2 separate regions of the Sus scrofa genome follow, and region 1 is linked to region 2. The links are chromatin contacts, called in public Hi-C maps. All regions are on one chromosome and are shown on one strand. Each heading gives the region's core, a stretch centred on a gene start, on an enhancer-like site or on the middle of the called end of the contact. The rest is flanking DNA. Distances are from core to core; before and after follow the strand shown.

What was found. A called contact is a pair of places that touch in the nucleus more often than the background predicts.
Region 1: a contact with region 2 is called in a Hi-C map of liver, with 12 times the contacts expected there. The contact joins the promoter of GMPPB here to the enhancer-like site in region 2. A contact is called at or near these places in 2 of 5 promoter capture datasets (fetal liver and liver), 1 of 47 Hi-C or Micro-C datasets (liver) and 2 of 2 datasets of contacts at active chromatin or transcription factors (alveolar macrophages and skeletal muscle).

What each region holds. Positions count from the first base shown.
Region 1 is chr13:32,251,680-32,256,079 of Sscrofa11.1, reverse strand. GMPPB (GDP-mannose pyrophosphorylase B) reads left to right here and starts at 2,925. Exons shown (of 10, transcript NM_001244541.1): 1 at 2,925-3,050; 2 at 3,147-3,283; 3 at 3,409-3,489; 4 at 3,580-3,628; 5 at 3,767-3,909; 6 at 4,114-4,272; 7 at 4,359-4,400. The coding sequence starts at 3,155. IP6K1 (inositol hexakisphosphate kinase 1) reads left to right here. Exons shown (of 5, transcript XM_021068778.1): 5 at 1-2,565.
Region 2 is chr13:32,090,328-32,094,507 of Sscrofa11.1, reverse strand. DAG1 (dystroglycan) reads right to left here. Exons shown (of 3, transcript XM_021068744.1): 3 at 2,058-4,180. Among named protein-coding and RNA genes, the nearest start is that of BSN, 15 kb to the left of the region's middle. Within about 2 kb of position 2,302, at least 21 of the 83 cell types and tissues checked have an H3K27ac peak or open chromatin away from gene starts, as enhancers often do. A contact at or near this core is called in fetal liver and liver, where this site is marked.

The DNA of each region.
Region 1 (4,400 bases), core at 1,676-4,175, 160 kb before region 2:
GAAGCCCTGAATTGGCGCAGGGCCCCTCTATGCTCACTCATCCCTTGTTCCTCAGAATTAGAAGGTTGGGTGCCCATCTTTTGGGGAACTTTGTATCTTGTGTTGCATCACCTGGCTCTTTAGCAGATGCCCCCAGGGCACCACAGGGCCAACAGCACACAGCTGGACACATCCTTTTTGGTTCTGACCGTGGTATGAGGCTAGATTTATGAAGTTGTGCTGAAGCCAGCTATGGCCGAGGGCAGGTCTTGGGCTCCCCGGGCAGTGTATGGCACTTGAACCTGCTCCTCCTCATGCCTGCACAGCCCAGTCAGCCTTTCTCACCAAGAGATCCCTTGCCTAAGGAGGCCATCCCCTCTTTCCCGCTGGAGGGGGCCCTGCTCTATTTACTGAGGAGAGTCAGTGTTCCAGCAGGCCTCTGTCTCTGGTGGCTCTGGCCCAGACAGTATTTGCAGTTCTTGTGCTATGGATAGGAGTCTTCTTCCTCTAGCTCGGGCAGCTGTGCTGCCTTGGATGGGCTGCTCCTCCCAGGGTTCAAAGGCTGCTGGGTCTCCTCAGGGTCTCACCTCTCCCAGGCCAAGCTCAAGGCAGCAGCCCATTGTGAGGAGCTCCAGGCTTGTGAGGGAGAACTTTAAGCTTGTTTGCTTATAGGGACATGGTGTGGGCACTGGATGCAAGTGTCCAGATTCTGCTAATGAGAATTTTGTCTTATCAGTACTGGGGTCCATCAGTCTGTCCATTTGTCCATCTGTCAGCCCCTGTCTCTTGGGATCTTTCCCTGGGGGTATAGCCTTGTTCATTAGTAAATATTGATTTCCTTCACACTTCCCCTCAGCAAGATATTCTCATTACCATTTCTGAGGTGAGCTTTTGCCCCTGTGCCCTTCCTCAGCAGGTGCTACCTTTTTATAAAAAACTGGTAGCAGAATGAATTGGAGGAGGTATTTCCCTGCTGGCCCAGTACCCTCTCTGTGAGCATTGAGTGTGGTCCCCTCAGCACTCAACAGTGACAGTGGCACAGTGAAGGCCCAAGGGGTGACCCCTTCCTTTCCCACGGTTTTAGTAATTTTTGCTGCCAGCCCTGAATGGCACAGAGGCTTGCTACCTCTAAAACATGCGGTCAGGAGGTGGCACTGCTTGCACTTAGCCATTGCCAAGGTTAGTGCCCTAACCTCCAAGCCTAGGGCCACTGTCATTGTCACTTGTGGCATGTCCCTATTTGGGCATTAGAGGTAAGCCTGCCAGCCTGTGTCTGTAAGAAGCTTTGGTAAGTAATGGACTAATTTCATGGTCCATAGATATGCAGCCTCACTCATCTTAAATGGGCTCCTAGATGGGATCCCATCTCTCTCGGCCTTCTGATTCTGGTGCCATTGGTGGGCAGGTTCCCATTTCTTGGGGCTAGGAGGGGGCAGCTTGCCTGTTTCTGATTAGTAATGACCGTCTTTTCTCTTGTACTATTTTGTGGCTTCAGCCATAGGGGCAGTAGCTCTTCATTAGTGTGGATAGTCATTTCTTGGCAGGGCAGAGGCCAAGACAAAGGTTTGGGGGCCAGCTGGGACCCCCTTGTTGGAACCTCTCCAGCCTGGGGATGTGCTGTACCTCCTGAGTTCCTATATTTTGGGAGCAGATGCTGCCCCCATTCTGCTCTTCATCACGAGAGGCTGTACCCACTTATAGTCAGCGTTTTCCTGGCATTGAGAAGAGCAGGGCTGGGATCTGCTGCTTCTCCCGCAGGGCAGGGTCCCTCCTTCTTTCAGCACTTTTAAACACTTGGGAGACCCAGCCTTGTTATCTGTTGAGTGGTGGGCATGCGCATCTGCACATGCTGTTTGCCACTATTTTGCCCTGCTCCATGCCAGAGAGCCCTGTCCCTGCCAGGCCCTGTTTCCCCAGCCCCAACTTGGGACCAAAGTGCAAGACGGGATCACTGGTTGGGGCGCTCAAGCGACCCCTCTGTGTAGTGCTTCCCTGGGCCAAGTCGACACCAGCCCCCTAGCGGGGTGGGATGGGCGGTGCTTAAAAGAAAGGGGACCAGTGTAGCAACATGCTGGGGACCCCACCCCTCTCATGTCCGGTCCTGTGCAGTGGGCGTGGGGTTTCTCCTAAGGGGCCAAAGGCCTGAGCTAGTTATGTAGCTGCTGCTCACTTGCTCACGGCTGGCCATGTGCACACTCCTAGATGCAGAATGCTTTGAACTTTAGAGCTGTTCAATTTGGTCTTTGTGCAGATTTAATGTTTTAGTGGAAAAAATTTGGGAGAATCCTGGGAAGGTCCTGGTTCCTTTGCTTCTCCGGGAACTGTAAGGCCTGGCCTCGAGGACCACTCTCTGCTCCACTTTGCTGGAAGCTGCCTAAGCCTGTCCACGCTGCCCGAGCCCTGCACCCGGATACTACACTTGGCTCCGGCCGTGTCCGGGCGCGGTTGCTTTTTCTTGGGACCTTGAGCGCGGGAGAGGGGGTGCTCGAGCCTTGGGCCGAACCTGCCCCTTTCCGTACACCTAGCGCTGCCCGCCCCGCTTGTGTCTGAGGTCGTGTATGTCAAAATAAAGCCGCTAGAAACTGAGGCGTGTCCGTGTCTTTGAAAAAAAAACAAACCCAGAAACTCGGGGTGGACTGGCCTAGCCCAGCCCGGCCTCCTCGCGCCCTCGGCCCCGCCCCAGTTCCTCCGGCAGGGCGGGGCCGGAAGCGGCTGGGGTGCGGCTGACCTGGGCCCGAGAGGACGGAAGCCTCGCCTGCGGCGCGAGCTCCGCCTTTGGATCCGCCAATGGCAAGCCGACCCGCGGATCCGGTCCCGGTCGCCATGGCAGCCAGGCGCGCTCCGCTCTCATTGGCTGAGTCTGCCGGAATACCGCGTCGCGGCGACCCGACGCCGATGGCCGTGCCACGTATGCCGCAGCTGATTGGCCCGCCCGGGCTCCCGTCATACACTGGCGGACGCCAGCCAGAGTTGGCAGCTCGCTGCTCTCGCTTCGGCGTCGCGTACTAGCTTGCCGCTGACTTGGACTTAGCGTCGACGCGGACTGGGCGGACAAGGCAGAACAAGAGTTGGTCAGTCTGGAGCGTGAAGGGAGCGGGAGGGTGTCATAGGGGTCGGCTGGGCGGGCCGCGGACACCTCGGAGCCCGGGACTCACTCTGGCCTCCAGCAGGCGCAATGAAGGCACTGATCCTGGTGGGTGGCTACGGGACGCGCCTGCGGCCGCTGACGCTAAGCATACCGAAGCCGCTGGTGGATTTCTGCAATAAGCCCATTTTGCTGCATCAAGTGGAGGCGCTGGCCTCGGTAAGGCCCAGGGACGGGGTCTTGGTGGGATTTGGCAGGGTGAGGGACGGCCAGCGACAGGAGGGCAGGGATCCCTGTGCCTTCGGCTGAGCCCGCCTGAAGGCCGGCACTGTTCATTCCCACAGGCAGGCGTGGATCACGTGATTCTGGCCGTGAGCTATATGTCTCAGATGTTGGAGAAGGAAATGAAAGCACAGGAGCAAAGGGTGAGGCACGGATTCTTGGCTTTTTCCCTTGGTCCCCGCTCAGCTTCCCACCCTAGTAGGAGAAACCTAACGGGGCCTTCTTCCTTCCAGCTAGGAATCCGAATCTCCATGTCCCATGAAGAGGAGCCTTTGGGAACAGGTCAGTAGAGACAAGAAGGTTCCTTGGGGAGGGTTTAGGGCCAGGAGAGGGGCAAGACTCTGTCTGCATGGGGCTTGCTGAGCCTGGGTCCAGAGGCTCAGACCTGGAAGATGATGGTGACCTCTTGCTCTTCCCCAGCTGGACCCCTGGCACTGGCCCGTGACCTGCTCTCTGAGACTGCGGAGCCTTTTTTTGTTCTGAACAGTGATGTGATCTGCGATTTTCCCTTCCAAGCCATGGTGCAGTTCCACCGCCACCATGGCCAAGAGGGCTCCATTCTGGTAAGGAAACAGGTCTTTCTTCTCCGATAACCCACCCCACCCCAGCCTCTCTCACCTCCCAGCTTTGAATTGCCCCAATGTTTTGGGTGCAGAACCATGCAGTATGTGCCTTTATGCATCTGGGGGCACAATCCCAGATATAAGACACCATGTACCTCAAGACTCAGGAGCCCTGGACTAGGTCTGAGGTCCCCCTGCACTCAGGTGACCAAAGTGGAGGAGCCCTCTAAGTATGGTGTGGTGGTGTGTGAGGCTGATACAGGCCGTATTCACCGGTTCGTGGAGAAGCCACAGGTGTTTGTGTCCAACAAGATCAATGCAGGCATGTACATCCTGAGCCCTGCAGTGCTGCAGCGCATCCAGGTGTGTAGAAGCCTGCTGCTGGGTGGGCCGGGGTAGGGCAGGCCACCACTGCCATGACCCTGCTCATGAGCTGCCCACTCCCACAGCTGCAGCCCACGTCCATTGAGAAGGAGATCTTCCCGGTCATG
Region 2 (4,180 bases), core at 1,053-3,552:
AAAAACCTATAGTGATGGGGTCACTCTTTAGAATTGAACCTGCCACTCACTGGCCATAGTACCTGGAACCTTGCCCCCTCTGGACTTCAGTCACCTTGCCTCAAGATGGTGATCAAGAAGGGTAAGCAAAGCAGGAAGCTTTAACTTAAAAGCATAAGCTGATTTATATTTTTCAGATATAGTAATAAAACTCACCCTCAAAAGACTGATGTCTGGGTGGGGACTTCCATGCTCCAGAGGAGCTAGGGAAGGGCCTGTTCTAGGAGGTTTTCTGCCTATTGGGAACAAGTAGAGGCAAGTAAGTCATGTGGAGCCTCCAGTTCCCACCAAAGTGATGATAATTCTACAGGATGAGGCTAGCCAGGAGCTCCTAGACACCCCAATATTCCCTGGCCATCGTCCTGGCCCAAGGATCTTGGCCCAAGGCAATGCCTTTATACCAGGAGAGACAGAGGAATCCTCTAGCCTCCTTGGCTTCTCTTGTCCCTTTTACAGGCAGATGTGTTGGGGGTGACTTGTTATCCTGATTCCATCCCGTAGTCCCTAGGGTTCCTCAGAATCCCTTGGAGACCAGTGCTGTCCCCACTTCACAGATGGGGAAGCCAGGCCAAAAGGTTCATGGGAATTTGTTCTGGGTCAGAAGCACAGGCGAATGCATATTTCTGTGGGTCTGACAGCTCCCTCTCCCCTTCTCCACTGTGTCCCATTGTTTCTGCCCCTTTCCTACACTGCCCTCTCTAGCTTGAAAAATCTGAGTAGACATTCCCTATCTGCCTCCTACAAGGAGAGGTCACAGAGACCTGGCAGGAGTGCTGCAGGTCAGGGGTCTGCCAGGCCAAATGTCAGATATTCCCAAAGAAGAGTAGGGCAGGGCAGAGGCCAGAGGCCCTTGTGGCTTCTTCCTATTCTACTGACCATATATTCTCTGCTGAAACCAGAAATCCCTTTACTAGAGTACAGGACAGTGAATCCACTCATAACCCATGGCTTCAGATTAGGTATTAAACAACTTCTTGAGGCCAAGAAAGCAAAGGGCAGGGTCATATCCCAGGCTCCTGCTGCTAGGTCTAGGGGGTGAGGTATGAGGTATGTGTCCCTTAACTCTGTACTGAGGACAGCTTTTCCTGGTATTTATCAGTATTGTATGCCACAAGTAATTGTTTGACCTTCAACTCCCCACTCTGGGATTCAGTTTTATCTGCAGTACAGGACCAATCTCTCAGCTCTGGGTCTTAAATTGTGGGCAGAGCAGCAGCCTGGGGGCTATAGGTAGAGATGGTGAAGACTCTGTGGGGGTGGGAGTGAGGCCCGTTAGAGGCATCAGTTGTTCTGTGACCAATGGCCCCAATCCTGCCTCTGAAAACACAGCTGCTGCATCCCCTGCCTCCGGCACCCTGGGTAGTGTCCCAGGACAACCTGCCCCTTCCTGGGCACTAAGTCATGCTAAGCCTACCCAGCTGGTCTTTCTGTCCCAGGCAGGGTACTTAGGGGCAGGCCCCCAGAATCTATAGGCCCAAAGAAGGCAGAATAGCCTGGCCAGAAACCATTCTCCCCTTCTCCCCACTCCAAGGCAAGGGCCAAACCTGCCTTTAGACTGCTTGGGAGAGGGCCAGCCTTAACCCAAGGTCATGTGCAGGGGGCCCAGATGAAGGACCCCTGTCTGGGAACTGCAGGAGTCAACCCACTCTGGAGCAGACAACCTTCAGCAAGACCTCTCCCACCATCCTCCCCTCCCACCCAGTCTCACTGGATTTTCTGCCCATCCCTCTCCCCCATCATAGACGAGGAAACTGAAGCTCAAGGAGATCTGTCTCAGCTGGCTCAGGCAGAAGACGTGCTAAGGAGAGCTCATTGTTTGACAGAGCTTCTGCTGCACACATACATTCCTCCCAGAAGCACAGAAATGGTGAGGCTGTGAAGACTATCTGGTCAGCTGCTCAAAGGCCACCTGAGTGGGCCTAGCTGGGTCCCCTTTCCCTCTGTCCCATGGACTCTAGTCCCACCCTATACTCATGTCGTGTAGGAGCCAGGGTAATAGATGCTTGGAGGCAATGGCATTGTAATAAAGACACTGCTTTTATTTAGTTCGATATGTTTCTATACAGAACGCAGAAAACACATCTTAAAATCATATAGAAGGAAATAAAAACACGTCAGTGGTTGGTGAACACTTGAATGTGAGATTGGCTCTCTGTCTCACAGAGTCCAATGACCATTGCCAGCTGGGCGATCAGGGGAGGAGGCTGCCTGCAAGGGCATTGTTGCTGTTATTCTGTTCACTGCCCCATCGCCTCCTGTTGCTATGGTAACAGGCCATTCTGGGCCAGCCACTTCTCTGCGTGGCAGTGCCCAATGCTGGGGTTGCTAAGGGCAACGGAGCTATTTGGAAGGCCTTTCAAAGCCCTCACCTGGAACACTGGGAATTGTTTATCTTTTGAGGAGGTCATCAAACACAATCTGACCAGGTCAGACCCTGCTTGTGCTCCTGACTCTGGGGCATTAGGGAAACTCTGGCTTGGATCAGGACTTGGAGGCACAAGCCCCCCCGAGCCCTCCTGTACAGGCTCCCCACACCAGGGCACTGCTCCCCCTACTGGAGATCCAGGCAGGAGAGAGGCCCTGTGGGAGAGGAGCAAGGGGGAACCCCCTCCAAAGAAGGGCAGGGTAGAGACCTCTCCACTCTGACCGTCCCTCTCCTCCTGAGGCAGCACACTCAAATCTTCTGCAAAACAGTCAATATGGCTTAGAAGTGGCTGCTTGGCGTGCAAAGGGAGCCTGGGTCCACCCACCCACCTACAGATTATGGAAGGGATACATTATTGCAAAAGGCATTCCTCCCTAAAAGGTACCCAAAATAACTATTCAGACATCAAGAAAAGTCATGCTCAAAATGGTTTCTTCCAAAGGAGGAGAATCAAAGCAGAGTGGGTGCCCCTGAGTCATGGGACAGAGATGCAGATGGATGGACGGATGTTCTGCTAAAAAAGGCAAAAGAAGCCCCAGTGTAATTCCGAAGTTTAAACCATTAGGAAAGAAGTGGGGGTGGGGGGTGGAATCGCAAAGAGCAAAGCCGTCAGTTCCATGGAATCAACACTAAGAGCTTGTACAAACTGCTGTAAGCATCACCATTTTTAATCTTTTTTTTTAATAAAACAATTTGAGGCTGTATAAAAACTTTAGTAAAAAATTAGCTTTGAGAGCCCACAGATTTTTACTATGAACTATATTGCTGGCATTCCTCCCTAGCCACCAGACCTTTCCCAGCCATTCAGGCCTGGGACTAGAGCGCCAGAGAAGAGGTGTGGGGTGGTCAGGGTGGGGCTGTGGACTATTGGGACAAAGTGGCCAAGGTCAAGTGAGGAAAGAGCATCACATGACATAAAAATATTGCATCTTCACCAAAATGTCCCCCACTGAGTGTTTCAAAAATCATGATATTCCATTTAGGATGGGGTGGGGGGGACCACACAGAAGGGTAAAAGAAAACAGGTTGATGTGGTCGAGTCCTTCGACCTCCCCAGGCACCCCCATGAGCAGCTGGCCCACCCTGGAGCACCTAGGTTGGAGGCTACGGCCACCACTGCCTCTTGGAGTCCCTTTTCCATGGAAATGAAGACCCCTTGGTGGTGGGCCGTGCATGCATGGGGTGGGGGTGTGGATGTCCATGGCCTGAGAGGCCCCTCTAGCTTTCAGCCCCTGGCAACAGTGGGACAGCAAGCCCAGCACCAGGGCCCTGGCCCCTGAGCCAGGGCCAGGAGGCCTCCAGTCAGGCTCTGGGGTATCAGAGCAACCAAGTTTACGTAGTGTGAAAAAATAGGATTCCTTTGATAAAAAATACTGTCCCCTTGGTCTTCTCTAAGTTTGAAACACCCTGGGAGCTTATTTTTAGCAAAGCAATTTCCCATACCCACCCAAAAATTATACATACAAGTTTAGGTAAACAGCAGATTAAATGTAAAAACTTAATCTTAACTTCTGAAAGTCCTTTGAATTTAATCTTTAGCTACTGTTTTCCATGTTACATCCTGCAGCTAGACACACGTGAATAGAAAAAACAGTACAGTTAGTGTTAAAGGCAAAACGCAGAGAGCCGGGAGGCCACCCAGCACTGCCTGCAAGTTCATTCACGGTTCCTCGCTCCCTCCATCTACCTCTACTCCAAATGGTGCTTTCAGAGCCA